Regions from separate parts of the Mus musculus genome. Here regions 1 and 2 are each linked to region 3. The links are chromatin contacts, called in public HiChIP or PLAC-seq maps. All regions are on one chromosome and are shown on one strand. The core of a region is the stretch at or near the end of the contact, and the rest is flanking DNA. Distances in the headings are between cores, read along the strand shown.

The links. HiChIP or PLAC-seq counts read pairs in DNA pulled down with a chosen protein or histone mark.
Region 1: an HNF4G HiChIP or PLAC-seq map of pancreatic cancer cells shows a contact between it and region 3. The contact joins the promoter of Slc7a10 here to the enhancer-like site in region 3. A contact is called at or near these places in 7 of 39 promoter capture datasets (the 3T3-L1 cell line, the HPC-7 cell line, embryonic stem cells and 3 more), 1 of 484 Hi-C or Micro-C datasets (bone marrow-derived macrophages), 7 of 115 datasets of contacts at active chromatin or transcription factors (bone marrow-derived dendritic cells, embryonic stem cells, epiblast stem cells and 2 more) and 3 of 9 other capture datasets (adipose tissue, embryonic stem cells and liver).
Region 2: an H3K27ac HiChIP or PLAC-seq map of embryonic stem cells shows a contact between it and region 3, with 6 read pairs. The contact joins two enhancer-like sites. A contact is called at or near these places in 6 of 39 promoter capture datasets (cranial neural crest, embryonic stem cells, frontonasal cranial neural crest and 2 more), 6 of 115 datasets of contacts at active chromatin or transcription factors (embryonic forebrain, embryonic hindbrain, embryonic midbrain and 3 more) and 1 of 9 other capture datasets (adipose tissue).

The regions. Positions count from the first base shown.
Region 1 is chr7:35,183,760-35,187,989 of GRCm38.p6, forward strand. Slc7a10 (solute carrier family 7 (cationic amino acid transporter, y+ system), member 10) reads left to right here and starts at 2,626. Exons shown (of 11, transcript NM_017394.4): 1 at 2,626-2,891. The coding sequence starts at 2,723. It overlaps Gm38988 (a long non-coding RNA gene), which reads right to left and starts at 1,198. Exons shown (of 4, transcript XR_003946743.1): 1 at 1-1,198.
Region 2 is chr7:34,796,912-34,801,793 of GRCm38.p6, forward strand. All of the region lies in intron 1 of Chst8 (carbohydrate sulfotransferase 8), which reads right to left. Among named protein-coding and RNA genes, the nearest start is that of Gm38987, 13 kb to the right of the region's middle. Within about 2 kb of position 1,945, at least 23 of the 459 cell types and tissues checked have an H3K27ac peak or open chromatin away from gene starts, as enhancers often do. A contact at or near this core is called in embryonic stem cells, where this site is marked.
Region 3 is chr7:34,971,414-34,976,053 of GRCm38.p6, forward strand. Pepd (peptidase D) reads left to right here. Exons shown (of 15, transcript NM_008820.2): 9 at 244-290. Among named protein-coding and RNA genes, the nearest start is that of Gm35534, 16 kb to the right of the region's middle. Within about 2 kb of position 1,743, at least 39 of the 459 cell types and tissues checked have an H3K27ac peak or open chromatin away from gene starts, as enhancers often do. A contact at or near this core is called in embryonic stem cells, epiblast stem cells, extraembryonic endoderm stem cells and 1 more, where this site is marked.

The sequences.
Region 1 (4,230 bases), core at 1,376-3,875, 210 kb after region 3:
CAGAGATCTACCGGCACCTGTCTCCTGAATCCTGGGATTAAAGGCATGCACTTCCACTCTCAATGGGGGAAAACCTATTTTAGATTCCATAGCCAAACAAAGTATAATCTTGAGTGTTTTTTAAAATTTTTTTCTTAACATTTATGTGTATGGTGTGAGCCTGTGTGAGTTTATGTGCACTATGTGTGCAATACCAGTAGTAGACAGAAGAAGGTGCTAGATCCACTGGAACTGGAGATACAGTTGGTTGTGGACCTTTATGTGTGTGCTGGGAACTGAACCAGGGTCTTCAGCCAGATCAGCAAGTGCATTCAACCTACGAGCCAGCCCTCTAGTCAGAGTAATTGTTTTTATGTTATTAAAAGCTTATTTTCTATTTCTTGCTGGCATACAGAAATATAATTTATTTCTGGATATTAACCGTATACCCAGTGACTAACAAACTTATCAACCTACAATGTATCTTTGTACTTTACTTCCTGTATACTCAAACATATCATATCTAAATGACAGGTTTTGCCTCCCTGCCCACTGCCTACTTCGAACTGCTTTTCATTGTTTTCTTGCCTTGTGACACTGACTAGCACCATATTGTATACAACCAATGAGTGCTAATGTCTCCTCTTACTCAGGCCTCCATGGGAAAACATTTACTATGTCACCGTTTAAGTATGGCAGTTGTGGAGTTTTGGTTTTTACTTCCCGAGCACTCTGTCCAGCTTTTGGATTCATTTGGGGTCTGAGTTGTTTGTTTGTTTGTTTGTTTGTTTTCCACGTGAAGGCAGCCGTGTTTCTAACTTGTTTAGAGTTTTGTGGCTTGCTTCGCTTAAGTCATGGATTACCATCTTTTTAGAAGGTCCCACATTTACCTCCTAATGATCCCTGAGCTATATATATCCCAGGAGAGACATGCAAACACCATCTTCAACCCTTAACAGACTCAACCCTTCTCAAACACAGACTCCACATTCCAAGTCCCCGGAGAGGCTCATCTCTGAAAAACTACTGGCTTCTGGCCTGTGACTCTGATGCCACCCTCTGCCCCTTGACAAAGAGCCTCAGGGGAAATCCTTCTGGCTGGACCCTAACCCAGGCGACCTTGGCATTGCAAAGACAACGGAGTCGCTAGTCAAATCAGAAAGTCAAGCCTCTCAGGTCCTTACTACCTGCAACACTCATGAGTGTCCTGGGTATCAGGACCGCTCTCCCCTATCCCAGCCCACCCCAGCCTGACCCAGCACCGCACGAGGTTCCTTTAAGAGAGTCTTGCCACGTTCAGCTTATCGTCTCTGGGGCGGGAGGCAGAGGTCGCCAAGAATGTTGGGCTTCGTCGGGAGTGCGAAGGATGAAGCTCTGCCGAGTGGCTTCCCCCTCCTGGTCCCCCCAGAGTCCTCCCTCTTCTATTTATCAAGTCCCCGCCCCAATTTCGAAGTACCAGGCCCTGGCCAAGACCCCACCTCCGTGCTCCGCCCCCAGCCCAGGCTCTTGGGCTCCTGAACTCGTCCCATCTCGGGTCCTCCCTGCCCTTCCCCAGCAAACTCTGAGGCCGCGATCGGGGGAAGGACCGGTGGCCCCGAGTGGCCTCATCCTCATGCAGGGGACGGCGCGACGCAGCTATCGCCAGCAACACACAAAAGCTGTTCCGCCGTCGGCCACACCGTGCCAGCCTCGCTCCGCCCGCCGCCCCGGTGGCCCCGACGCGGCCCTGCTCCCTCGCACCACCCGCGCATGAATTTGCCCCGCGATCTGGGCTGCACCGCCCAATGGCTTCCGGGAGGAGGCAGGCTTCCCAGGATCCTGGGCCCGATACCTCCTTGCTACCACAATTGTTCTCTTCCCGTCTCTCTGGCACTTCCAGCGGTCTGGTCACCTTGAGCCATGCTAGACGGCCTGGGCCAAAGTCCCAGTCCACTGTGCCCTGACTGACCTGTGTAGAGGAGTCTGCGGTGGGGACCTAAGGCTGGACCCGAAGAGGAATTAGGGGATGCTGAGGCAGGGATAGATTTGATGGTGATGGGGACTGTCCCAAACTCCCAGGATGCCCGGGGCCCCACTGGGGTCTCCTTATCTTCAACTCTTCTCAAGCCTTTTGCCTTCAGAATTGTTTTAAGGACAGTCTCCATTCATCCCAAATGACTCAGTCAGGACCGCCTAGAGGCCAGGGAGCTATCAAAAAGTCTTCATGGAGACCGTGCCACTGTCAGGCTAATTGCCGCTAGGCGGTGGTTTTCAACCTGTGCAATGCCCACCCTTCACAAATGGGGCTTGAGGGATTTAGAAAGTACAGGCTGGGGCATGCAGCACCGCCTACCCCAGCACGTCTTGCTCACACTCCTTGAGCGCAGGGACAGCCTGGTCTTTGAGCTCTTCTCCCCCACCTCACCCAAGTCTGGGTGTAGCCCCTTCGTTCACTCAACTAGGAAGTCCTTTCTAAGTCTGATCCCAGTCCCCTCCTGTCTCCCCTGACTAGGGTTGGGGGTGGGGGGGAAGGGGGAGTTCCCTTTAAGGGCGGTGGGGGAGGGGGCTGCCGGCCGTCCCTCCTTCCGTCCCTCCCTGGATCCAGCCGCCCGGGGGCCCCCGGGGGCCCGGGCCCCGTGCCAGCGCATGCGCCCGCCTGTGGGCGCTGTCCCGGGCTGCGAGGGCCGCGAGCGCACCGACAGACGAACCGACCGACGGAGGACTGGCTGCGGGCCGGACAGACGGGGTAGCGCAGGGAACTGGGATGAGGCGGGACAGCGACATGGCAAGCCACATACAACAGCCAGGCGGGCACGGGAACCCCGGCCCTGCGCCCTCGCCTTCCCCGGGCCCTGGTCCCGGCCCGGGCGCCTCGGAGCGGGTGGCACTCAAGAAAGAGATCGGGCTGGTGAGCGCTTGCACCATCATCATCGGTGAGTAGGGCGTACATAGCGTGGAAGTACTGGGGGAACCCCTTTATGTTCCTCCCTCACGAAGACCATAAGACCACAGGGGCAAAGGAACCCTTCGAGCACCTGCTGCCATAGCTGGAGAATACACTTGACCCCATTCGGAACAGAACCTGGCAAACCAGTCACAAAACTTCTTGCCCTCACCTCCCCAACCTCTCTGAAAATTTGCGCCTGGAAGGGGGTGGGGGTTCGGGTGGGGGCTTTCCTTGCTGCAACCCTCCCCTGGCCTTCACTCAGCTGAGGGGCTTTACCAAGGCAAGTCCCCTGTTCCCACCTAGGAAACGGAAATAATTGCTAGGCCTGGCTTGAGTGGCAAGTTCTGGGCTGCAGGGCAGCCTGTGTGCATCCCTACTGTGTGCCAGATTCAAGTGCCAGGGAAGTGAAGCCATCTGTTCTTGGAAAGCAGGAAGGTAAATGGCCGGGTAGAGTCTAAAGCAAGGGTTAAAGGCCACGAAGCTGACCTTCCTGGCAGAGGTGGCCACAGAATCCGAGGAGAGGTAGCGAAGTAGCCAGGAGCAGACCAAGCCTCCAGGAGAGCACCCACTCAGCCCTGGGATCCAAGTGAGCACTCTCGTGATCTGGTGGCATCTGAATGGGTGCTCTCATGGCCTGGCCCCTCTCGCTCTTCCTACAGATGGTGCTTTTTGCATAGGTAGAATGCCCCGGGGACAGGGTTGGGCAGCAACCCCACCTCTGTCTGTCCCTTGACTCCTGAAGGAGAACTGGACTAGACCTCTTGGGCGGGGCCTTTTCTGATTCCCTGTGCCCAGGAGTTGGGGGTCTAAAAGAGCAGTAATTGGGGTCTTGATTGTCCCCTTTCCCAGCCAGTAGGAAGTGGCACACAGTAGGGATGCAGCCAAATAGCTCTCTTTCTGCCCTTTGACCCCTGGAGATAGAGAAAGGCTGAAGTGTGTGTGTGTGTGTGTGTGTGTGTGTGTGATCTTTACCTTCTGCTCTGTGCCCTTCCATGAGAAACTCCAGCTGGAGAGATGTAGTGTCTCTTGGGTATCCCCTGCACTCCTACCCAGAGTCACCCCTGAACCCAGCTCCAGAGAATTCCACCACCTGCCTTCTTCCTTCTAGAATGCTTATCTCCCAGGGACTGGTCCTGATGTCCCTCCAGCCCCCCTGACTGTCTGATAATAGAAAGGACCGAGCCTGTGGGCCAGGCCAGAGCAGTGGTTAGAGCTTTGCCTTCAGCCAACACCATTTTCAGGGTACTGTACCTCCTCCCCGCAAAAGGGAAGCCTACTTATCACTTGGGTCACTGGTGGGGCTGGCTATGGTGCCAGAGAGGTTC
Region 2 (4,882 bases), core at 695-3,194, 170 kb before region 3:
GTCTGGCTCTCCAGTGAGCTCCTGTGTCCTGTCTGCTTCCCATCTGCTTGAGTCATAGACATATAGATCAGCACCCCTCCCCCCATACACACGGAATGTTAGGGATCTGAACTCAGGTTGCCAGGCTTGAGCAACAAGCACTTAACCACTAGGCTGTCTCCCAGGACCCCTGGAGTATATCCTTAGGGACTATATCTTGCTGTGGCCCCTTCTTGCATCCCCTGCCCTGCTTCCTGCTTCCCATGAAGAAATTCCTCCATGGCATGTCCTCACCACTGGGATGGTGTTCTGTCTAACTCATGGGGTCAACTGAGCACTCTGAATCATCAAGCACTTTGAATCCCGAGACAATGCGTCCTTCCTCTTCCTCTTCGCTTTTCACTTGTCAATGTCAAGTAAGTCAGGATAGATCCCCAGGGACGCTGACCTCAGCCAAGGAGGACTTAGCTGCCACACAAGTGGTTTAAGGATAGAAAACCCCCTAAGTTTCCAACATCAAGACTGCATTCCCTGGAAACCTTAAGACGGTTGGTTGAGGGCCTTGAGGAGAGGGCTCTGGACTGAAGTGTGAGCCTACTCAAGACCTTACAATTGGTGGCTGGAAGGTGTGTCTGCCTACAAAGCCGGCCCCTGCATACAGGTGAGGGTATGACTCAAGGCCCAGGGCAACTCTCTCTACAGATCCCACTAGGAGCCCCAGTAGCAGAAATTCCCAGTAGCCCCTAGGAAACCTGGACCTAAAGATATAAACAGAACGCATGTTCCCAACCCTTGGATGGGCAGGGAACTCCATAGGTAACAGCAAGATCTTCTCCCTCCACCCCCACCCCCCCCACTCCCCATCTCCCAGGAGAAAGGCAGAGGTGGCTTCTCAGGCAAAGCCATGTAGGCAGGGCTCCGGAGGACCACAATGAAGATGCAGTCACACCCCCAGCATTTATTTGAAACAGAACATTAATTCTGACTGTCATTAGAGTCCATTTCAATTTTGTAATAACATAAAAAGTTAAGAGTCTAATTTATTCATACAAATCTTGTTAGCATCCAATTTCCACATAATGTAACATATCTCTTAAAAAGCTGACAAAGCAGGAGAAATTAAAAACAGTTAAAAAAAAAAAAAGATAGTCAAGGGTTCTCACTGTCTTGGAGGCAAAGGTGAGGAGGGGGACAGAGATCAGAGTGGTTTGGAGAAAGAGCTAGATGCTTGGAGACCAGAGACGGGCAGGCTAATTCCTGACTCTTACATACCCCTCCACGTGGCCTCCCACGATATGCCAGGGGCAAGTCTGCACCAATACGCGCCACAGACAGGCCCCCTCCCCCAGTACTCCCTTCAGCAAACACATCCTAGGAAGCCTGTAACTCCCCTTAATTAGACGGCTGCAGTGTTTGCATTCGATAGCGTCGCCCTGTAATCTTGCCCATACACAGGTTTTAACTGTACATTAATCTTTCTTACACGCCACCCCCATGCTAGATCCTGTACTGGCAGCAGTTTGGGGCGGGGGGGGGGGTGTCACTTCGTTTATTCTTCAACCAAAATAGCTGCAGATGAGTGTAACTGCACGCCACCCCTCCCCCACCTCGTCCTTCCAGGTTTACCTGCTGGCTGTGGGGCTTGGAGAGAGACTCCTGTCACCTGCAAGCCACCTTCCAGCAGTGTGTTTGGTGCTTTCACAGCTGACATCAATTTTAGCAGAAAAAGGTCAGCAGCAACAAGCAATCTTCCCATCACCAGCCATGTGCTTTTGGGGTGCCTCCTCCAAACTCCCACAGGATGGGTGGGTCTGGAAGAGCTTGCCTGGGGGGGGGGTGGAGAGCACCCCGGGTGAACCTAAGAAATCTAGCAGCACTGAGGTTCCAAGGTCACTTGGAGAGCCAGGAAGGAGAAGTATAAATTACAAAGCGCTGGATGGCTGCCAGGGCCCCAGGAAGCTACATTTAGCCTGCCATTCTCCCCGCAGCAAGACGAAGCCTTAACTCTCTTCCCGGGAATTTGAATGAAATTTGTTACAGGGACATTGTGATTGAAATATCACCAATTGGCTTTACATGACAACTCTGCAATTGATGGTGAAGGCAATGGGGAGGGGTGTGTGTGTGTGTGTGTGTGTGTGTGTGTGTCTAGAAAAGGCCGGTTGCTGTAGTGTTCTCAGGCTGGCCAACGTGGAGATAAGGGTGGCCCATACAATATTTATGAAATCCAGATGAAGTCCTATGCCTTCAGTAAGCTGATATCATAACACAGATTTCAAAAAGACTCCTTGACATTTGCCCAAGATCAGATTTCCCCTGCCAGAAGCCCAGGGGGCTTTCTGCTGATGGAGGTCTATAAGCTCCCCCACCCTCCTCCTGCAATCTGCTCCTTTTAAGCCCAGGCAATTAGCACTGGGGTGGGGCCAGACGATCCAGAAAGGGGAGAAAGCAGAGTAAGTGTGCAACCGGCTCAGTGGGAAGTATTGGGAGGGGTTTTCATTGGTAAAAGATAGGTTTGCTTTTGCTGGTCAGTTGTTTGTTTGTTTGTTTGTTTGTTTGTTTGTTTTTAAGATAAGGTCTCTCAACATATCCTTAACTTGCCTGGAACTTGCTATATAAACCCGGCTGGCCAAAAACTCACAAAGATCCACCTGCCTCTGTCTCTGGAGTCTGGGATCAAAGGAGAGGAGTTTTATTGTTAAACACTTTCTGGTGTTCAGAGCAAACCAGAGGAGGGCCTTAGTGGGTGTGGCTCAGACAGTCAGAGAGAGAGAGAGAGAGAGAGAGAGAGAGAGAGAGAGAATCCATCCCAGGGATGAAAGCAAAAATGTATAACCCTGAGGCCAAAGACTTCATTCCCGCGTAGCCTCTGAGCTCTCCTCTCTCTCTTCCTCACTCTTTCTCTCTCTCCCTCCCCCTCCCTCCCTCCTTCCTTCCTTCCTTCCTTCCTTCCTTCCTTCCTTCCCCCCTTCCTTCATCCCCCTCCTCTCCTAACCCCTCTCCCTCCCCGTCCTGTTTTTTCTCTTCCAGGCTGGCATCAGACTAGCAATCCTCCTGCCTCAGCATCTCAAATGCTAGGATTGCAGGCTTGTTCCAACATACCTGATAACCTCTGATTTCTTTCAGGGAACCTTTGGAGCCATGGAGCTGTCTAAGAGGGACACCTTTCAGCCCTCCCCGGGAGACTGTCCTGAGCTCCCACAACCCTGCCTGAGCGGCTGTGTGGCTAGGAGTGGTTGTGCCCAGGAGACCATTTCCAAAGCAATCCTTCAGAACACTGGAGGCCCCTCCCCCCAGAGTTTGTCATGTGTCTGGAAGTGGCTTCTGGAGACAAAGGCTCCCAGCACACACACACCAGGATCTGGATTGGTGAGACATGAAATACTGAGTGAAGTATGGGGCTGAAGTCCCCAGATTGTTTATGAGTCCGAAGCAGGGTCGATTTAGGTGGTTTTTGATAAACACTTCATACTCTACATCCTAAGAGAGGCAGAATACTTGTCAAGCACACATCTTTATGAGCTGTCCGCCTATAAAACTCGCATGGAAGGTCCGTGCTTAATGCTGGTCTGGCAGTAAATTGGCGCGTCGTGCCGGTCGGCAGCATCAAATTAGCATCGACCCGTAAAAACGTTACTGAATGATTCCTCAAACCTGCCAAGTCTTCAAATCAATTTCGCAAAAAATGTCAGGCTTTTTTTTTTAAAAAACGTTGATAAACCTTTCATATTAGTTATCACAGAGGAGCATAAACCTTTCTAATCTGCCTTCCAGCCAGAAAGAAAAAAAAAGGTGTTGTTTTCCTCAAACTGCTTTTAGCTCTTGCATCTTCACACCCCGCCTACACATTCCATAAACAATGTGTGTCGTGGAGTCATTTGTTGCCCTGTTTTAAAGTGACTTGGATTTGGCTCCCACAGACTGTGCCCTCTGATCCCAAACCTTGGAGAGAGTTTCCACCAATACCAAAGATGGCGTTCTCACTCTTTGCCTTGGAGGTAAGCAGCCCCGAGTTGGCTTCTTCCAGAAAAACTTCTAGAACTCTCTAACGAATCTTACCCACTTGCTTCTCTTGGGCACCCAGTGCCCTGTGAACTTGGCACTGCTGGTTCTCGGAGGTGGGCTCACTCCATATCCGGGAGGCGTGGTCTCTGTGTCTTGAGGGTCAGCACAGCTGCCCTAGCTGGACTCCCTCACCCTCTTTGTCAAACTTTAGACACCTTACCATGTCCATGTTGCACCCGAGTTGCAAGAATGGTGTGTGTGTGTGTGTGTGTGTGTGTGTGTGTGTGTGTGTGTGTGTTGGGGGGATGGTCTACTCCCTTCCCTAAGGATACCAGGGACATGAAGCACAGCAGCATAGCATACTATTGCAAGGACTCTGACCCATGGGGTCTTACTTCCCAGCCACACACTGCTTTCCTAAAGACTTCTGTCAGACTGGAAAGAAGTTGACCAGACACAGTCAACAGAGGCAGAAGGTATTGCTATGGTCAAATGGTGGCAGGAATGGTTCATATGGTTTATCAGACCCAAGCTTCCCCCTCTGCTGCTGCTCAGATGGAAAGCATGTCAGCTACGGAAAGCTGGTGTTGGAAGCGGAGTCTGTGATACAAGAAGGGGGTGCTGTCCCCGACCCCTTGACAGGGTTTCTTTGTGTAGCCCTGGATGTCCTGGAACTCACTGCATAAAGCAGGCTGGCCTTGAACTCACAGAAATCCTCCTGTCTCTGCTTCTGACTACTGGGATTAAAGGCTAGATATGCTGCTTTTGACAGGGCAGGGGGACTTCTAGACAGCTGCAAAGGGACCCAACAGCAGGTGCCTGGTCAAGGATGAGGATGAAGGCACCTAAGGGATAGAGCCAATCACATGCTAGACAAGTGCTCTACCACTGAGCCTCA
Region 3 (4,640 bases), core at 493-2,992:
CAAGCTATAGCATGGTGTTTATCGGCTTCCAAACCAAGGTGCTCCACAGTGGTCCACGTAAACTCTGTGGGTCTTGGAGCCATTGCAAAGGTCCAATTTGTCACTTTTCTGCACCACTGTGCACAGATCACCCCTCCTTTTTCCTTTAAAGAGGAGCTTTTGAAAAAGTGTTATACATTATTTATAAAGCCGTGTTACTTATCTGCTTAATACAAATGTCTTTGCTTAATGCCCGTCCTCTAGGTAATGAAGGCTGTAAAAGTGGGGATGAAGGAATACGAGATGGAAAGGTAAGCTGTGTGTCTCCGAGTAAAGATTAAAATGTAAAAAACCAGCAATTTATGTTCCCCAAGCAAGTAACAGATGAGGGGCTGGAGCAGAGCACACGCGATCAAGTGGGGACTATATGCAGCCTTGGGATCCTAGGCAGAGATTATGGTCCCTCTGGTGGCGGCCACCTCCCTGGCTCCTGGCAGTGTTTGATGGTAATGGGCCTTGATCACTTTCCAGGCTGGTTTAGTGTCCCATCATTCCACTCCTGGACTTTGTTTCTGCAATTTGTGGGGGGAACTTTACCCAATAGCCGCTATCGTACCTCCAAAAGCCACTAGTAAAACAGCTTGCCATTTTTATGTGTAAACAGCACCATTATGGCTGCTGTGCTCGGGCGACTGGGTCGAGAGATGGTTAAGTGGCTCATAAAGCTCCCTGGAGAGCCCCGTCTGACTCCAGCTCCAATTAGGCTTGCCACTCGCTGGTCGGCATGCCTGGGCGCTGCCTGGGGAAGCCCTGCTCTGCTCTATGACCCAGATCAGATCCCTCACCCTGTCCTGGGTCTCCCATCGGTGACTACCCCGTGGCCCCGAGATGGACTTGTCACCTTTCCCATCCCAGGTTCCCTCTCCTACCTGGGTTTGTATGTGCTTGACAACTGTTATCCCCTTTCCCATGCTGACAGCCCCAGACCCCTCTGGTGGCCATCAGGCCTGCCCTGTGTGAGGGAAAACTGATTCTTTTCTGCTGTGTCTTCCAAGGGCTCCTGTCCTTGGAAGGACCCAGGGAAGCTGGGACTACAGTGTGGTGATGTGACCAGAGTTGGACCTTTGAGGTGGGGCCTATTGAGAGGCCCCTGTGTCACTGGGAGTCCTGTACTCAAAGGTAGTTCTTAAGAAAGGATTGTAAAAAGAGCCAACCTGGCCACACCTGGATCACTAGCTTCTTAAGTGACCAAACCAGTGAGCCTCATCTTGAACTTTTAGCTTCCAAAATTATAAACTATGCAAACCTCTTTTCTTTTATAAAATAGCCAACCTTGGGTATTTTATTATAGCAGCAGAGAAAGGACTATTATGCTGTCCCAACCCTCATGGCCTTGCCTGCCACATCAGTGTGAAGAGCACACAGGTGGGGTCAGCAGTGGCCAGTGGGACACTAGTGTTTACTGTGGACTTGGAAATGGAGGCCTTTTTTCAGAGTTTAACCCTGAAAGGTGAGCTGAGTGCCTGGAGTCCTCTTCTTACCCTGAAGGACACGGAATTGTTAAGATGGCTTTCCTCAGCTGCTATGGTGTCCCAGGAGGGGGCATGTAACAACTGTCTATCAAAGCTGAGGGAGCCTCTGTCTTGCCAAGGACACTGGGGAAGGGCGTGCACAGCCTCTTTGATTGCAGTTTGCACAGCATTCCCCCTCCCACTCAAGGATCTGAGATGAGAAGCATCGGCTAGCCCAGGGTGGAAGGCGGAACTATGAGCCCCTCAGACTGGCACTGGCCCAGAAACCTGTTCCCAATTGAGTTGACTCATAGTGACCCATAACAGATGCCTCAAATAAAAATAACCAAGAAATCAGAGCAGGAATAGCATATCTCAGCATGGGGCCCCCACCACCTCTGCCTGTCAGTCAGCTGTACCCTGTGCTGTAGGGGGTTGGCTCTGGAAGTGACCCTGAGACACTCTTTCCTCAGCCCTGACCTTGTCCCTGACCCTGCTGCCGCCCCTAGGCAGGGCTACATGGGCTTTGGGTCTGTAGCAAGGAGTGCCTGAGTGTAATGGAGGGGTTTCATTTCTCAGAAATGTAAGGGAGTCCTATGGCGTAATGAACCCCGGGGTGCTCATCCACTGTTGTTTAGTTCTGTGTTTATGTTTTGGTTTGCTGGCGTATATGAACAGCCCAGACATCATGTCATTCCCCATGTAAATATTTCAGGAGACGTCTCTCAGTCAGTGAGATGTTTCCCTTTCTATAACTACCCTGCCATTATCCCGTCTAACCATACAAATAAATAATACAAGCAGCTTTCTGTACCTGAGCATCCTGCATCACAGATTCAGCCACCTGCCAACTGTGGCACAAACTTTTACTTAATTTGAGTCAGTAACCGAACATGCACAGGCCTTTCTTTGTCTTCCTGCAGGCTACACAATGTAATCACTGTGGACATTGTTTGGGTCTTATAGGTAACCTCCAGTTGGTTTGAAATGTTAGGGGAGGAGGTGTGGGTGCAAGCGGCTGGGGTGTCTGGGGATGCTGCTTGGTGTCCACAGGATCCTTAGAGTCAGTCCCCTTCTTCTGCCAAAGACTGACTGACCTCTCATATTTAGTCAGTTGGTTTAGTGTGTGTGTGTGTGGGGGGGGGGGGGGGAGCACGCATGCCTGAGCATGCCTGAGCATGCCTGTGGAGGTCAGAAGATTATCTCTTCTGACTCTTGAGTCCCCAAGGATCAAAACTCAGGTTGTCAGGCTTGGAGACAAGTGCTTTTCCCTGCTGAGCCATCTTGTCATTCCTCTCTTATGCATGTGTGCGTGTGTGTATGTGTGTGTGTGTGTGTGTGTGTGTGTGTGTGTGTGTGTGTTAGTTTATGTGTACCATGTGCATACAGGTGCCTGAGGAGGACAGTGGATCCCTGGAACAGGAGTTACAAGTAGTAACTCTACATGATGTGGCCCTGGAACCAAATCTGAAAGATCACTAAGTGCTTTTGACCCCTGAGCCCTCCCTCCAGTACCCTGACTATAATTTCTTAGTATTATCCTTTGCTTTGGTCTACACTGATGTAAAACTCTCTTTTCTTTTTGGATTCCTTGGCTGTGCATTACACTGGGCTGCTAGGTATCCTGGGGGGAGCTTGGTGCCTGGATCTCTGAGTTACGGACAGAGCAGTCTGAAGCTTTGCCAGCACGCTGCCAGGTGGACAGGTATAGGTATACAGAGGGTGTCAAGTGCGAAGATTTGGCATGAAGACCAGCTGGTTTTCTCATGTGTATCGTGCATGCCACATCCACCTGTGGCCCATGTGGACGGCTAGATGTGGACGGCTAGATTCTAGAGCAGTGATTCTCAGCCTGTGGATCTCAATCCCTTTGCGGTTGCATATCAGATATCCTGCATATCATATATTTACATTACAGTTCATAACAGCAGCACAGTTAGTTATGAAGTGGCAGTGGAATAGTTTTATAACCACAACATGAGGAACTGTATTAAAAGGTCACAGCATTAAGAAGATTAAGAACCACTACTATAGAGGGAAATAGTGTCTGTCTGTGGGCCTCAGCCAATAGGAGCACCTGATCATGGGGTCACTGAGAACTCAGCATAAAGGGGCTGGTGAGCATGGGCATGCAGGGAAGAGTGGAAGAGGTGGTAACAGCAATGAGGTGCAAAGTCTGCTCCTGGACGTAGTGGAAAGACAGTTGTCCGTGGTTGTCGTCACATCTGAAGGTGTCGCTGCCTAGGTTTCAAGAGCACAACTCCCCTGCCCCTTAGACATCTGCGGCCATGAACTGGGTTGACTCTTAGTCCCAAGTCCTCTTTCCACAGGCACTGTCACTGCCTGGGCCACTTTCTGGCACCATTGCAGTCTATGTCAATGAGAATCTGGAGATGTCTCAGGACTTGTGTGTCATTTCCCTATTCAGTAGCTGGTATCAGGAAACATATCTAGGTTGTATGGATGGATGGATGGATGGATGGATGGATGGATGGATGGACAGATGGATGGAAGAGAGAGAAAAGGGATCTGAGCTATTTTTCTAACACCCTGCATGCCACTAGAGACTTGAGGATTATTCTCAAGTTGAAATCAGAGTCTTCTAAAGCAGGTGTTGTTGGCTATCCAGGGGATGTGGCTCTTTTAGCACAGACTGGACCTCTGGGCAGATAGATCAGGGCAGCCCAAGTGTGATGTGGGCTGTGGACTCGTGGGGCAAAAGGAAGAGAGCTTCCTTTCCATGTGTGCCGATGGTGCTCTGCACTCACCGTGGGCATCCTTCAAACCTGCAGGCCACAGAGCGGGGCAGGGGTGGGCAGCCAGGACTGGAAGCTGGGGTGGAAGTCGAGCAGCACCAGACAAACAGCTTTACCCACTCAGGGATGCCAGCTAGAGACTTCAGTCTAAGCTCTGTTCCTCTCCCCCCCTTTTTTAATTATCAGAGATTTATTATACAATCTTGAGGGCATGTTAAAAAAGCGTAAGCTAGCTGATGTCGTTTATGAAGACACAGCCTTCTCCTCTGTGCTACGCCTGCCAGCCAGGAAATGAAAATCATTTTCCAAAATCGAGGTGTAGTAAATTGTGTTAAACCAATAAGACGTTAATGTTTGGACGAATCGGGCTCGCCCAGCATCTGACTCCGGGCCC